Linked DNA regions of Mus musculus: all the other regions are linked to region 1. A link is a contact called in public HiChIP or PLAC-seq and promoter capture Hi-C data. All regions are on one chromosome and are shown on one strand. Each heading gives the region's core, a stretch centred on a gene start, on an enhancer-like site or on the middle of the called end of the contact. The rest is flanking DNA. Distances are from core to core; before and after follow the strand shown.

Evidence for each region. Promoter capture Hi-C pulls out the DNA fragments that hold promoters and counts their contacts. HiChIP or PLAC-seq counts read pairs in DNA pulled down with a chosen protein or histone mark.
Region 2: a promoter capture Hi-C map of liver shows a contact between it and region 1, with 2.5 times the contacts expected there. The contact joins the promoter of Tsc22d4 here to the enhancer-like site in region 1. A contact is called at or near these places in 3 of 39 promoter capture datasets (hippocampal neurons and liver) and 3 of 115 datasets of contacts at active chromatin or transcription factors (craniofacial prominence, large pre-B cells and pancreatic cancer cells).
Region 3: an H3K27ac HiChIP or PLAC-seq map of acute myeloid leukemia shows a contact between it and region 1, with 4 times the contacts expected there. The contact joins the promoter of Ppp1r35 here to the enhancer-like site in region 1. A contact is called at or near these places in 3 of 39 promoter capture datasets (liver and pre-B cells), 1 of 115 datasets of contacts at active chromatin or transcription factors (acute myeloid leukemia) and 1 of 9 other capture datasets (pancreatic islet).

What each region holds. Positions count from the first base shown.
Region 1 is chr5:137,187,292-137,191,848 of GRCm38.p6, reverse strand. It overlaps the pseudogene Gm20768. Among named protein-coding and RNA genes, the nearest start is that of Gm40349, 3.1 kb to the right of the region's middle. Within about 2 kb of position 2,203, at least 85 of the 459 cell types and tissues checked have an H3K27ac peak or open chromatin away from gene starts, as enhancers often do. A contact at or near this core is called in acute myeloid leukemia and pancreatic islet, where this site is marked.
Region 2 is chr5:137,744,503-137,749,255 of GRCm38.p6, reverse strand. It overlaps Tsc22d4 (TSC22 domain family, member 4), which reads right to left and starts at 3,287. Exons shown (of 5, transcript NM_023910.6): 1 at 2,842-3,287; 2 at 1,397-2,408. The coding sequence starts at 2,140.
Region 3 is chr5:137,777,608-137,781,778 of GRCm38.p6, reverse strand. Ppp1r35 (protein phosphatase 1, regulatory subunit 35) reads right to left here and starts at 2,875. Exons shown (of 4, transcript NM_027242.5): 1 at 2,558-2,875; 2 at 2,234-2,477; 3 at 2,017-2,153; 4 at 1,672-1,925. The coding sequence starts at 2,785. The coding sequence ends at 1,752.

The sequences.
Region 1 (4,557 bases), core at 954-3,453:
CTCACGATCTCTATCTCTAGCTGCGTCCTGTATACACCACTGAGGGAGGCCTGACTTTATCCTGGCAACTGACCACCATTAGGGTGAATGATGCCAACCTTAGCTCAGGGAGAAAGGACAGAGCAAAATCAAACATTTACTAACTTTTTTTTAAAAAGTGGAGACTGGGGGGTGTGGTCTCAGTGGTGAAAGCTTTGCTTAGCAGGAAACCAAACCAAACAAAAGACAAAACATAAGTCAACCAACCAACAACAAAAACAAAAACAAAAACAAAAAACCAAAACCAAACAAAACAAAGAAAACCAAATTGGACCTGGTGGCACAGGCCTGTCACCTCAGCGACTTAGGAGGCTGAAGTATATGAGCATAAAGTCCGAGGCCTGACTGCAGGACCGAGTGAGTTTAAGGCCAGTCTCCACAACTTAGGGAAACCTCATCTCAAAATAAAAGTAACAGGAGGGCTGGCGTCTACCTCACTGACAACCGGCTGACCTCTGTTCTCCCAGCACTAGGATTAAAGATCTGTGTCTCCATGCCAGCCAGATCTACATCTTTGTCACCTGTTAGACCCAGCAGCCGGCAGAACAGAGCTATTCTCTGTCATCACAAGGCCCTGATGGAAAAGTTATCACAGCAGCTGTGCCAAGACCAATCAGTGCGATTCAGGTAGAGGGTAAAATAATGCTTACGGTTTTAGAAATTATAAGTCATGAATTGTCAATTCATGAAAAAGACTGACAGATTACTGTTGGTTTTCTCGTTGGGTTTTTGTTTTATTTTATTTAGAGTACTGGGAATTGAATCTAGGGCTTCATTTATGATAGAAAAAAAGTGCTCTGCCACTGAGCCACGCCCCCAGTCCCTCACTGGGGGGTTCTAGGCTGGGGCTCTACCACTGAGCCACGCCCCTAGCCCCCTCACTGTGGGATTCTAGGCAGGAGCTCTACCACTGAGCCACACCCCCAGCCCCTCACTGGGGGATTCTAGTCAGGGGCTCTATCACTGAGCCACGCCCCCAGCCCCTCACTGGGGGATTCTAGGCAGGGACTCTACCACTGAGCCACACCTCCAGCCCCTCACTGGGGGATTCTAGGCAGGAGTTCTACCACTGAGCCACGCCCCCTGCCCCTCACTGAGGTATTCTAGGCAGGGGCTCTACCACTGAGTCATATATCCAGCTCATTCTTGTGTGGATGAATGGGAGTCGGATATTCTATTCCCATCCATATCAGATACTCTCTCTGTGAATACGCGTGGTGTGTGTGTGTGTGTGTGTGTGTGTGTGTGTGTGTGTGTGTGTGTAAGAGAGAAGGAGAGGGAGAAAAGGTCTGTAGGAGGCAGAGGTTAGCATAGAGATCTTCCTCAATCACTTCCCACTTTTAAAAAGTTTGTTGTTGTTGTTTTAACTTTTAAAATTTACTCTTGTCTCACATTAAGGTATATTCTGACTACAGTTTCCACTCCATCCTCCCCTCGCACTCCCATTTCCTCTCTTTTCATTTCCCTTCAGAAAACAGCAGGTCTCCCAGGGATATCAACCAAACATGGTGTATCACGTTGTAATAGGATTAGGTGCCTCCCCTTGTTTTAATGCTGGATGAGGCAACCCAGTAGGACGGAAAGCAGGCAGAAGAGTCAGATATACCCCCAACTCCTTCTGTTAGGAGTTCCACAAGAAGATTAAGCTACACATATTAAGACAGAGTCTCTTGCTAAGCACGGAGCTTCCTGCTTTGACTAGATTGTACAGTAAGGCCTTAGCATCCTTTTGTTCTGTCTCCCCAGGGCCAGGACTAAGGATGTGTTTTACCACACCTGGCTTTTCATGTAGATGCTCAGCACCCAAACTCAGGTCCTACTGCTTAAGCTGCAAACATTTTGCTGACTAAGAAATGTCCACAGCCTACTTGGTTGTTGTTGTTGTTGTTGTTGTTGTTGTTGTTGTTGTTGTTGTTGCTATGACAAATGACCTGACAGCAGCAACTTTAGGAAAGAACAGTTTCTTTTATTCCATCTGGGATCCCAGCCAGTGGGATGGTACCGCCCATACCCGGGGTTGGCTTTCCCTCCTGATCTATAATTCTCTGGAAACACCCTCAAAGATGGACCCGAAAGAGTCTAGGTGTGTCTAGATGATTCCAAATCCAGACAAGCTGACAGTGAAGATTGGCTGCTGCAGATGTGATATAAGAAATGGTGCTGCGGGGCGGAGCCGCGGCGGGCCTCTGGGCGGAGGTAACCGTGTTTCCGTTGAGGTCTCTGGGCTGCTCGGGCTCGGAGGGGTGGCCCCGGGGATCGCGGCGCGGCCTGGGGCCCGGTGGTGGCCCAGCGGCTTGCTGCCGAGCCCGGGGGCGAAGGAAGCGGCTCTTCCTCTCCAGCCCCTGCCCTCCGTGCTCGGGCGCACACCTCCTCCCTGACGCATTTTGCCGCACAAGCTGTAATATGGCCGCAGCGACGGCGGCCTGGCTCCCAGGAGCTAGGTTCGTGTTGGAGGCTTCGGAACCCAGAGAAGGAGCGCTGCGGCGTGGAGCAAAACAATTGGCTCGGGCATCCTTGGTGGATTTTTGGTTTTTATTGTTTCCCCCAACTTAAAGACTGAAGTGTTGGAACCATGGGGATAAAGGTCCAGCGTCCTCGATGGTTTTTTTTTTTTTTTGTTTTTGTTTTTGTTTTGTTTTTTTTTTTTTTACATTGCCATTAATAATCAACCTGCTAGAAGAGTTGTCTTTGAATTATTTTCCCAGTGTATATCCCAAAACATGTGAGAACTTTCGCTGCCTTTGTACAGGTGGAAAAGGGACAGGGAAATCAACTCAGAAGCCATTACATTATAAGAGCTGTCTCTTTCATAGAGTTGTCAAGGATTTCATGGTTCAGGGTGGTGACTTCAGTGAAGGGAATAGAAGAGGAGGAGAATCTATTTATGGAGGATTCTTTGAAGATGAGAGTTTTGCTGTTAAACTCAGCAAAGAGTTTCTCTTATCAATGGCCAACAGAGGAAAGGATACAAATAGTTCTCAGTTCTTTATAGCAACAAAACCAACTCCTCATTTAGATGGGCACCATGTTGTTTTTGGGCAAGTGATCTCTGGTCAGGAAGTTGTGAGAGAGATTGAAAACAAGAAAACAGATGCTGCTAGCAAACCATTTGCTGAAGTTCGGATACTCAGTTGTGGAGAGCTGATTCCGATGTCTAAGGTTAAGAAAGAAGAAAAGAAAAGGCATAAGTTTCCCCCCCCCCCCCAACCAGTGACTCAGATAGCTCACCCGATTCTCCGTCCTCCTCCGAGTCTTCTGATTCTGAAAGTGCTTCTGAAGAAAAATCCAGAAAGAGGAAAAAGAAACATAGGAAAAATTCTCGAAAGCATAAGAAGAAGAAGCGAAAGAAAAGCAAGAAAAGCCCATCTGAAAGTGAAGCAGAAAATGTTGATGCACAGCCCCAGTCTACTCTCTGTCCAGAAGAGATCCCTCCTATACCAGAAAATAGATTTTTAATGAGAAAAAGTCCTCCTAAAGCCGATGACAAGGAGAGGAAAAACAGAGAGAGAGAGAGAGAGAGAGAGAGAGAGAGAAATCCCACCTAACTCCCAGCCTGCTTCATACCAGCGACGATTCTTTTTTTTTTTTTTTTTTTTTTTTTTAAAGATCTTATGAGCCATTTTTTTTTTAAATTTTATTTATTTTATTATTATATGTAAGTACACTGTAGCTGTCTTCAGACACACCAGAAGAGGGAGTCAGATCTTGTTACGGATGGTTGTGAGCCACCATGTGGTTGCTGGGATTCGAACTCTGGACCTTCGGAAGAGCAGTCGGGTGCTCTTACCCACTGAGCCATCTCACCAGCCCACCAGCGACGATTCTTAGTTACTAGGTCTGGCAGGAAAATTAAAGGAAGAGGACCGAGGCGTTATCGAACTTCTTCCAGATCCAGATCGAGGGATCGATTCAAACGAAGTGAGACTCCTCCACATTGGAGACAAGAGATGCAGAGAGCTCAGAGAATGAGGGTGTCAAGTGGTGAAAGATGGATCAAAGGGGATAAGAGTGAGTTAAATGAAATATAAGAAAATCAAAGGAGCCCAGTTAGAGTAAAAGAGAAAAAAATAACAGATCACAGACACATGTCTGAAAAAGATGATAAATAGAACAAAAACAAAGTGAAGAAAAGAGGCAAATCCAAGAGTAGGAGCAAGAGCAAAGAGAGATCCAAGAGTAAGGAGCGAGACTCGAAGCACAGCAGACACGAAGACAAGAGGGTGAGGTCAAGAAGTAAAGAAAGGGATCACGAGACTACTAAAGAAACAGAAAAACCACTGGATCTTAAAGGGAAAGATCAGGAAAGGAGTAGAAGCAAAGAGAACTCCAAACAGGTAGAACAAAAAAGTAATGAACATGACCATAGCAAAAGTAAAGAAAAGGATAGACGTGCACAGTCCAGGAGTAGAGAACGGGATCTGACTAAAAGTAAACACAGTTACAACAGTAGAACAAGGGAGCGAAGCAGGAGTAGGGACAGGAGCAGAAGAGTGCAGTCCAGAAGCCATGACAGAGATC
Region 2 (4,753 bases), core at 2,038-4,537, 560 kb before region 1:
AGGGCTGTCGAGATGGCTAAGGGAGTAGAGAGGCTTGCAGCCAAGTTTGGCAGCCTGAGTTTGATCCCACCTGGTGGAACCCACAGTGGAAGGACTGAACTGACTCCCAGTTTGTCCTCTGACCTCCACATGCATACCAAGACGTGCACATGCCCGTACACATTCACACATAAATTAAAAAAATAAATGTAACGAAAGTAGAGCAAACGTCATTGACAAACTTGCCCTGGGAGAGTCTGGGGACAAGGACCAGACAGGCAATGACAGCTGATCCAGAAGACTAAATTTAAAAAAAAAAAAAAAAAAACTTGAGAAAGATGGGAAATTTCTCATGAAATGGAGAGCTGAAGGCCAGGAGAGGGTGGGAGAGCTGGCCCTGACCAGTTCTAACAGGACTCAGGCTCAAGATATTTTTACACTGTGGTTGGAGCCCATGGCCAGGAAGGGACAGAACCCTCACCCTCACTCCCTGCTTCCCCCTGGCAGCCAAGGTGTTATTTTCTCCACAGCAGAAACATCCAACTCTCCCAACCCTAAGTGCCCAACCCCCAACACACACACACACACACACACACACACACACACACACACACACACACACACGCACACCAGGGGCATAGGCATCCTGCCCCCAGCCCAGACTTGTGGATAGCTTCCTCTTTTGGAGACAGGAAGCAGAAAGCACAGAGGATTTAACCCCTTCCCAACTGCTTCCTTACCTCGCACTAGCTAGTCCATGAGTTCACCCCATCCCACACTCCAGGAGAAGCCTGCGTCTAGGGTACTAAAAGCTACTAAGGGTGATATGCCCCGCCCCCTACCCCAATTCCTTAGAGAAACTGGCTTGCAATAAGGCAGAAAAATGGGGCTGGGCTGGTAGCTGATGGTTAGAATAAAGACCCAGAGGAATGCCTACCTTTTATGGCTGCCCCAAAACCCTGCCAGCTCCTCCCCTCAAGGGCCTAGCCAGCCACCCAGCTGGAACCTCCACCCTCATCACCTGAAATCAGGGAAGGTAAAGACTGAAGTGGGCAGGCCACATAGGCCAAGGGCAACAATGTGAAGGCCACAGAAAAAGGAGAGAAAAGAAAAAAGAAAAGAGATGGAAAGGAAAAACGGAAGGAAGGAAGGAAGGAAGGAAGGAAGGAAGGAAGGAAGGAAGGAAGGAAGGAAGGAAGGGAGGGTGCATGTGTATTCAGAATAAAGAAAGGCTGGGAGAGAAAAAAGATTTCAGAGTACAAATTGCAAAAAGGGAGAGGGGACTTTATGCCTATCCAACAGACAGGTGATAAGGGGTGGGCCGGCAGGACGGAAACTGAGGGGAGGAGGCCCAGGATATAGGTCAGCCGCCTGAGTACAGTAGGTCCCGCCCCGCCCCCATGAACCCATCTCTTACCTTTCCTGTCTCCGCTGGAGCAACTAACTCCATCCTCAGCCGAACTGCTCCATCTCTTCTCCGTGACAGTGGAGGGGTTGCGGCTGCTGAACCCCCAGACTCCACTTCTACCCTCAGAGAGGGCAGGGTCTGAGCACTATCTCCAGTCCCAGGCCCTGGGGGGCGCTGCTGGGGTGGAGATGCTGACAGCGGGGGTGTCTCCACCTTAGCCTTGCCAGGTCCTGCCAGCTGGCCCAGCCCCCCTGTGAAGGAGCGGGCCTGTGGTCCAGGAGAAGTAGGGGGCGGGCGGAGCCAAGAGGTGGGGCCCTGAGACAGGCCTGGCTGCGGGATAGGGGTGCTTATGCCCAAACTAGCCAGCTCCAACCTAGAATCCAATGATCTGCCTCCGGTGCCTCCAGAGGCCCCTCGAATGCCCTCCAGAAGCCGACCGAAGCTTGGAGGCTCCAGATCTCTCTCGTAAACATCCACACACGTCCACCGACCTCGACGATAAGGCTCTCCCAAACCTTGGGGCAGCTTCACCACCCGGAAACGGGAGGCAGGGGCTCCAGGTGGCGGAGAGCCATTCCGGGGGGTGCCCCTGCCCCCTGGATCAGGGTTGGGGTCCCCATTGGGGAGGCGGGGCGGGGGCCCAGCGAGAGCCGGTGGGACAGGGGAATCCGAAGCCCCTGGGCTTCCTGGGCCCTCATAGTCCGTGGTGACGCTGGTGATCTGAAAACTACTTTTCTTCTTACCACCACTCATGGTCCCTGGGGCTCCGGACTGGGCTCGGGTGGGGGAGGGGCTGGGCTCCTGGAGAGGGGCTCAGGCACCTCTGGAACAAGGGGGCCACATGGCAGGGACATCGGGGCCCCTGGGGACGTCTGGGTCCGACATGGCAGGAGGGCCTTGTGGGAACTTGGGGGTGCCTGGTTAGTGACTGGAGTACAGAGGGGAGGTGGCAGGAGGGGGGGGCAGGGGCAGGTTTTTCCTGCTGCTGTCGCCGCTGAAACCCCAAAGCTGAGCTTGCAAACTGGAAAAAGAAAGAGACAGAAAGTGAGCGAGAGTGTGTGTACGTGAGCAAAAGAAAAAGCAGGGGCCAAACCACCTCCGGGGCTTCCTCTCGGGGGAGCCGACTGGAGGGAGGAAGAAGAAAGCCACTAGAGACCCAGAGACAAGTAGAAATGACAGACCGGAGCAGAGGGGACAGAATTCAGAACACCCACAACAGGAAGAAGCAGCTGGGACCCAAAGTTGGACATTTCATGCTTGAGATCCAAACTCGTCCCCAACACGTATCTCCATGGCCAGGGGCACAGGGGTGAATCGGCTCCTCCCCTGAAAGGGCCACCCTGAGGCCTCTGCCGGGCCTCAAGCCCACCCCACCCCCATTCCAGTTCCCCCATCGCTGGTTAGGCACTGCCCGCCAAGCCAAGCGCCCCGCCCAGCCCGGGAGAACTACCTACCTCTCGGGCCTCGGCCACCGAGCTGAGCTGGAGAGAAGACCTGGGGGACTAAGATCTCTCTCTCTCTCTCTCTCTCTTTTTTTTTTAAATCCTAAGGCGGCCTAGAGCAGGCCACGGCAGGCAGCAATCAAGGGCTACCCAGTGTTCTCTGGCGTCCGCATCTCACTCTGCGAGGCATCTCGGTGGAAAGTTTGCAGTTGAGACGAGAAGAAACCAGCGCTTCCACGGGGGAGCCCAGGCGCAGCCTCGGTTAACACTCCACGGGTCTTCCCTGTTGCTGTGGGAGGGGGCGGCTCAGCCCCCCGCTGGCTCCAGTCCCTTGAGTGGCTCTCTCTCAAGGCTCCTCCCACGTGGCCCCACTGGATGTATCTCTCAGCTCCTCAGCTCCGCTCCGTCTCGGTCTGGGTCTCTGGCTCTCTTTCTGGGCTGTTGACAACCCCCACACCAGGAAGTCCTGCCTTCTCGGGCCTGCTCACTGCTCCTCTCCTCCTCCTTCCCCTCTTCCTCCTCCCTCCTCCCTCCTCCCTCCTAAGGCTCCCTGCCAGCTGGCCCGGAGCCAGGCCTGCCACAGCCGCAGCCGCAGCCGCAGCCTACAGTTGCTGCTGTAGCTGCTGCTGTTGCTGCTGCAGCTTCTGCCGCTGCGGGTCCCAAACTGGTTGCTTTAACCCTACACCTGCCAGGTTCCAGGCAACTCTTCCTCGGAGGGAGGGGCATGAGGGCGGAGAAAAAGAGGAGGAGCCTGCGGGAGGCCAGGGATTCCCTTACTTGTAGGCTTTTGCAGGTTCTCCAAAAGAGTCTCAAGGAACGTGCCAGACATGTTCTGGGTACCTGACTGTCCATAAATACATAGTCAATGTGACCCACTGGCTGTGATTTGTCACAGCGTCTCTGGTTTTCACCGTAAATTCACGAGAAACTCCTTTCCCCACTCTGTTTTCAAAAGCGAGCGGCTATGAAAATTTTCAAACATGCCCTAAAGTAGAGGAACTAGGAGAATGAACGCCCATACACGCCATCATGGACTTGTAACAAGTATCAGCTGTACCCAAACGTGTTTTATTCCTCCAATATCTTTTCTCGGATTTTGCTGCAATATTTGAATTTTTTTTTTTTTTTTTTTTTTTTTTTTTTTTTTTTACTGTGAATGTATGTATGTGTAGATCTGGAGGTCAACTTGAAGGAGTCAGTTTTCTCTTCCACTATGTGGGTCCAAGGATGGAATAGTGCCAACCATCCGGTTTGGTGGTAAGGCCCTTTACCCACTGAGCCATCCTGTCTATCCTGCTCCTGCTCCAGTATATGAAATCAAATCTCTGATACGGTGTTTCCCTCTCTTAAAAAGGGAAAATTGGAGAAAGCAAACTATCCAAGAAGGCTGTTGGTGGTAGGGTAGACATGTGTGTGGCGTGTGTGTGCACATGAATGAGTAGTTGCACACACTTGTGTGTGTTTGTTAGCCACAGGACCACACTGGGTGTCCTACTCAGGGTCTCTCATTGAATGCATAGCTTGGTAGGCATCCAGCAAGCCCCAATAATTCTACATCTATTCTCCACAACACTGAGGTTATAGGCACACATGGTTATGCCTGGCTTCTCATGTGGCTACTGAAGATTTGAACTCAGGTCCTCATGCTTGAGTAGCAAGAACTTTTACCTGCTGAGCCACTCCTCAGCCCAGAACAGGCATTGCTACCTTCTCATCTTTGTCCCTCATATAAACACTTAGGTAGATGGGAAGATGAAGTTGCTCACTTCTGCTTCCCCAAGTGCTTGGACACACACCCATGTCCACACAACTACCCCGTGCGTATACCTGAGAACCAATCCCAGCTGGCTACAGACCAGCTCTTTCCCATCTCCAGCCCTCTCCCACCTGTCCCATATTATCCCTTCATCATTATGAAGGAGAA
Region 3 (4,171 bases), core at 1,626-4,125, 590 kb before region 1:
TGGGATGCAGAGACAGGCAAGATCTCAAGGTGTGAGGCCGGCCTGGGTTGACTGCATAGTGATTCAGTGTCTCAAAGAGGTAAGCGTTGGGGAAGTCAATAGTTTAGTTTTGAAGACTGTTAGTGCCTGTCTTAGGGTTACTATTGCTGTGAAACACCATGACCAAAGAAAGTTGGGGAAGAGGTTTACTCAGCTTATGCTTCCACATCTCAGGGGAAGGCAAGGACCAGAAGGCTCATGTAAAAGACATCAAGGGGTGCTGACTCAATTACCCCTGTGGCTTACTCAGCCTTTCTTATAGACCCCAGGACCACCAGCACAGGGATGGCCCCACCCACAATGAGCCAGGCCTTCTCATCAACTACTAATTAAAATGTTCTGTAGGCTTGCCTACTGTCTCATAGAGCATTTTCTCAGTTGAGGCTCCCTCCTGGTGACTAGCTTGCATCAAGGTTGATAGAAACTAGACAGTACAGTACCCTTACACAATGCTTAAGATGGTAGTGGGTCCAAATTACCTTCCTCAAAAGAAAACTCCAGCCGGGCGTGGTGGCGCACGCCTTTAATCCCAGCACTCGGGAGGCAGAGGCAGGCGGATTTCGAGGCCAGCCTGGTCTACAGAGTGAGCTCCAGGACAGCCAGGGCTACACAGAGAAACCCTGTCTCGAAAAACCAAAAAAAAAAAGAAAACTCCAGATAAGTGTTTGTGTATGGAAGTTTGAGGCAGGCTAACTTTAGGGGTGGGTGGCAGTGGAGGTAAAATGGAACCAGAAAGTTAATAGCCCAGAGCCACAAACCTGCTACAGGACCCTTGGTGGAATGAGATGCTTGGATGTTTTACAAAATGAAGGTCTTGATTAGTTTGTCAAGAGCAGCTGGAACCTTGAACAAACACTGAGCACTCTCCTGTTAGTCCCCAACAAGAATGGAAGCCAGCAGTCTCCTTTGAAGCAATCATTAAGTGTTAAAACCCACATTTGGGGTAAGTACTTTTTACTCAGAAGTATTTGAATAGCCAGGTATAGTGGTACATGCCTTTAGTCCCAGCACTCAGAAAGCAGAGACAGGCAAGTCTCCTGAGTTTAAGATCAGCTCGGACTACATAATGAGTTCCAAGACAACCAGAGCTATGTAGAGAGACAAATAATAGTTTGTACAACTAGAGCAGTATGTGTGCAGTGTTGTTTTGACACAGTTACTTGGTAACTTAGGTTGGCCTGGAATTCCTGATTCTGTCTCTACCTCAAGTGTTCATCACACCCAGCCAAAGTGGAATTTAAAACACTTTGACTACTGTTTGACTACACACTTGCACACTCAACTCTGGGGATTGAACCTAGGGCTTTGTACATGCTTTCCCCAGGTACTACCACTCATCTGAACCTACCCTGCCTGAAACCGTATCAAAATAATTTGTGTAACTCAGACTGTCCTTGGACATAGAATCCTTCTGCCTCAGCCTCCCAAGTGCTGGGACATTCTTGGAGCCTCGGTGTCAGGCTAAGGCTCAAGTTCTAATAACTAAAGCTGGGGATTTAAATGGAGAGGAAGGTCTGACCCCACACTTGGGACAGTGCTTTCCACTTGCCATGGGGGTCGGGGCAGGAAAAGGGTAGAAGACCCTGAAGCAGTTTAATCCTATCTAAACTCCCAAGAACAGTTCGGTAATTTAGGGGGGGAAACATTTTATTCTATTATAAAAAAAAAAAAAACTAACAAAATTACAGACTAGCATTCCAGAGTTATGAGGGCTACGCTTCCCAGCGCCTCAGCATCCGATGCATGAGAAAGGTATCTTCTGAAGGGCGGGGCCGGGCTTGAAGCCTTAGTGGGGGCAGCCCATCCACTGTCAAGTGCGGAGATTCGGACCACAGAGAATCTGGGTTGCACAGCATGGTCATGTCTGGGCCCGGCCCGAGCACCTCCTATGGGAAGGTGAAGCAGGTTACACTCGAGGTGGAGGAAGAGAGCCCAGGGGGTAGAGGGATGTCCAGGTCCCTGCATCCCTTCCTTCACCTTCAGGGGCGGGGCTCGGGGCTGCGGTGGCAGCATCGCCAGCTTCTCCCTCAGCGCCGCGTTCAGTACCTGCTCCTCGGGCACCTGCAGACTCACCAGGTCTCGGTAGAGTCGCTTAGAGCGCGGCACGTTCAACCCTGCGAGCGCAGGGAAGGCGGGACTGAGGATCGCCCTTCACCCAGACCACCGCGCCCGGCCGGCCGCCTGCCCCCCTCACCCTCCGCCACGGTCTCCTCCAGGGCACAGCGGGTCCGGAACGACTTTCTCAGCTGCTCCTCTACCGCCTTGGAGGCATCAAACTGGCCGCTGGCGACAGCGGCGCGCGCGTTCTGCAGCTCCAGACTCAAAGCCAGGCTGCTCTGCAGGGCCGGTGCCTCCAGCTCATGATCGTCGCCCGGTGCACCGGCCACCAGCAGCGGCTCGGACCGCACCGGGGAGGGCGGCGCCAGTTGAAAACGAACCTGGGAGTGGAGGGCGGAACCGTGAGCTGCAGATCCCGGGGCGCTCGGCGGGCGGGGGGCCGGGCCTTCACGCCGCTCACCTGCCGCCCCCTCCGGCTACCGCCCCGCCGCCCCTTCCGCTGACCCGGGCTGCTCTTCCGCGCCTTCGGACTTTCGGGCAGCGGGCTCGGGCTAAGGCTCAAGTCCAAGCCCGGCTCGGGCTCTGGGGCTCGGGGTTCCGGGGCTCGCGGCTCCGGGGGTGGCCCCGGGACCTCCAGGGCCTCTTCGCCTTCAATGGACTCTAACGCAGACGCCCCGAAGCCCATCATCTTGTTCTAAAGGCTCGGGGTTTCAGGACGCGGGGTCTCCTCTTTTCTCCCACCCTCCGGGGCTACCACTACCGGAAACCGTTAGCCCTTACCCACCGGAGTAAGACACGCCCGCCGCGCCACTCCATTGGCGCTCCTGGACGTCATTCCCACCGCTCCGCCCTCCAGCTTCCGGACGCACTTCCGCCCTCACACGCTAACTTCGCCTTTAAGGCGGGGCGTTAGAGCGACGGTGCCCTAGGTACTCTACGGATTCCTATCTAGACTACTTTTCCTTAGGGAACGGGGGTGTGGCGTCTTTGCCTGTCAGACTCTAATGCTCATTTGTTCTGGGATTAAAGCGTTAGTCCTCTTTCACTGTAACAATATCCTCGCTGCTCTCGCATCTAGAGGTCCCGAGTGGCGCCCCCACCCCCCTTCCTGAAGGTTTTGGTCATTTTTGAACGCCGATCAAATCTTCCCTGTACGTGGAAGCAGATTCGTTGCAAAATCCCTGGATTCTGATATTTGCATAAGGAAGTACTAAGGGAATTGACGGAATATTGCCTTAATTTTAAATCCATATCCTGGGGGTTGGTTCAGAGGGTAAAGGCGATTGCCATCAAGACTGACAATTCCAGGGTCACACGTGGTGGAAGGAGAGAACTGACTCCTTTCTGTTGTCCTCTGATGCACACTTAGACTAAGGAAAATCCACATCCTAGTCTCTCAGTCCACCAAACCACACCACCACATACACACAACACACAGAGACATTTTTAAAAAGCAATGACGGCTTAGGAGTTAGAAGCAGCTGGGCCGTGGTGGCACACGCCTTTAATCCCAGCACTTGGGAGGCAGAGGCAGGCGGATTTCTGAGTTCGAAGCCAGCCTGGTCTACGGAGTGAGTTCCAGGACAGTCAGGGCTACACAGAGAAACCCTGTCTTGAAAAGCAAAAACAAAGGAAAGGAACGAATAAGAAAGAATCTGAGTTTGGATCCCCTGCGTCTGCATCTGTGTAAAACCCAATAACCCCCGGGGCTCAATGGCCAGCCAACCTAGCCAAAACATGGAGCTCCAGGCTCACATCGAGTCCCTGCCTTAACAAATAAGGTGGGCAGTGATAGAGGAAGACACCTTGATGTTCATTTCTGGCCTCTACACACACACACATAAATGGGGAGACTGCACCTACACACACAGATGTGCAGCATTCATTTAGCACATACGCATTAAAAGAAAGCCGGCAGCTAATGCTGATGGTTGTGAAGGCAGGTGACCAGTACTCGGAGTCTGCATTTGGATAAGCCTGTAACTCCTGTGACTAAGAGGGTTTCTCCTTATAATGCAAAACACAGCTGGAACCTTAAAGGTAATAAGATCATTTCTGGTGAAACCAAAAGGAG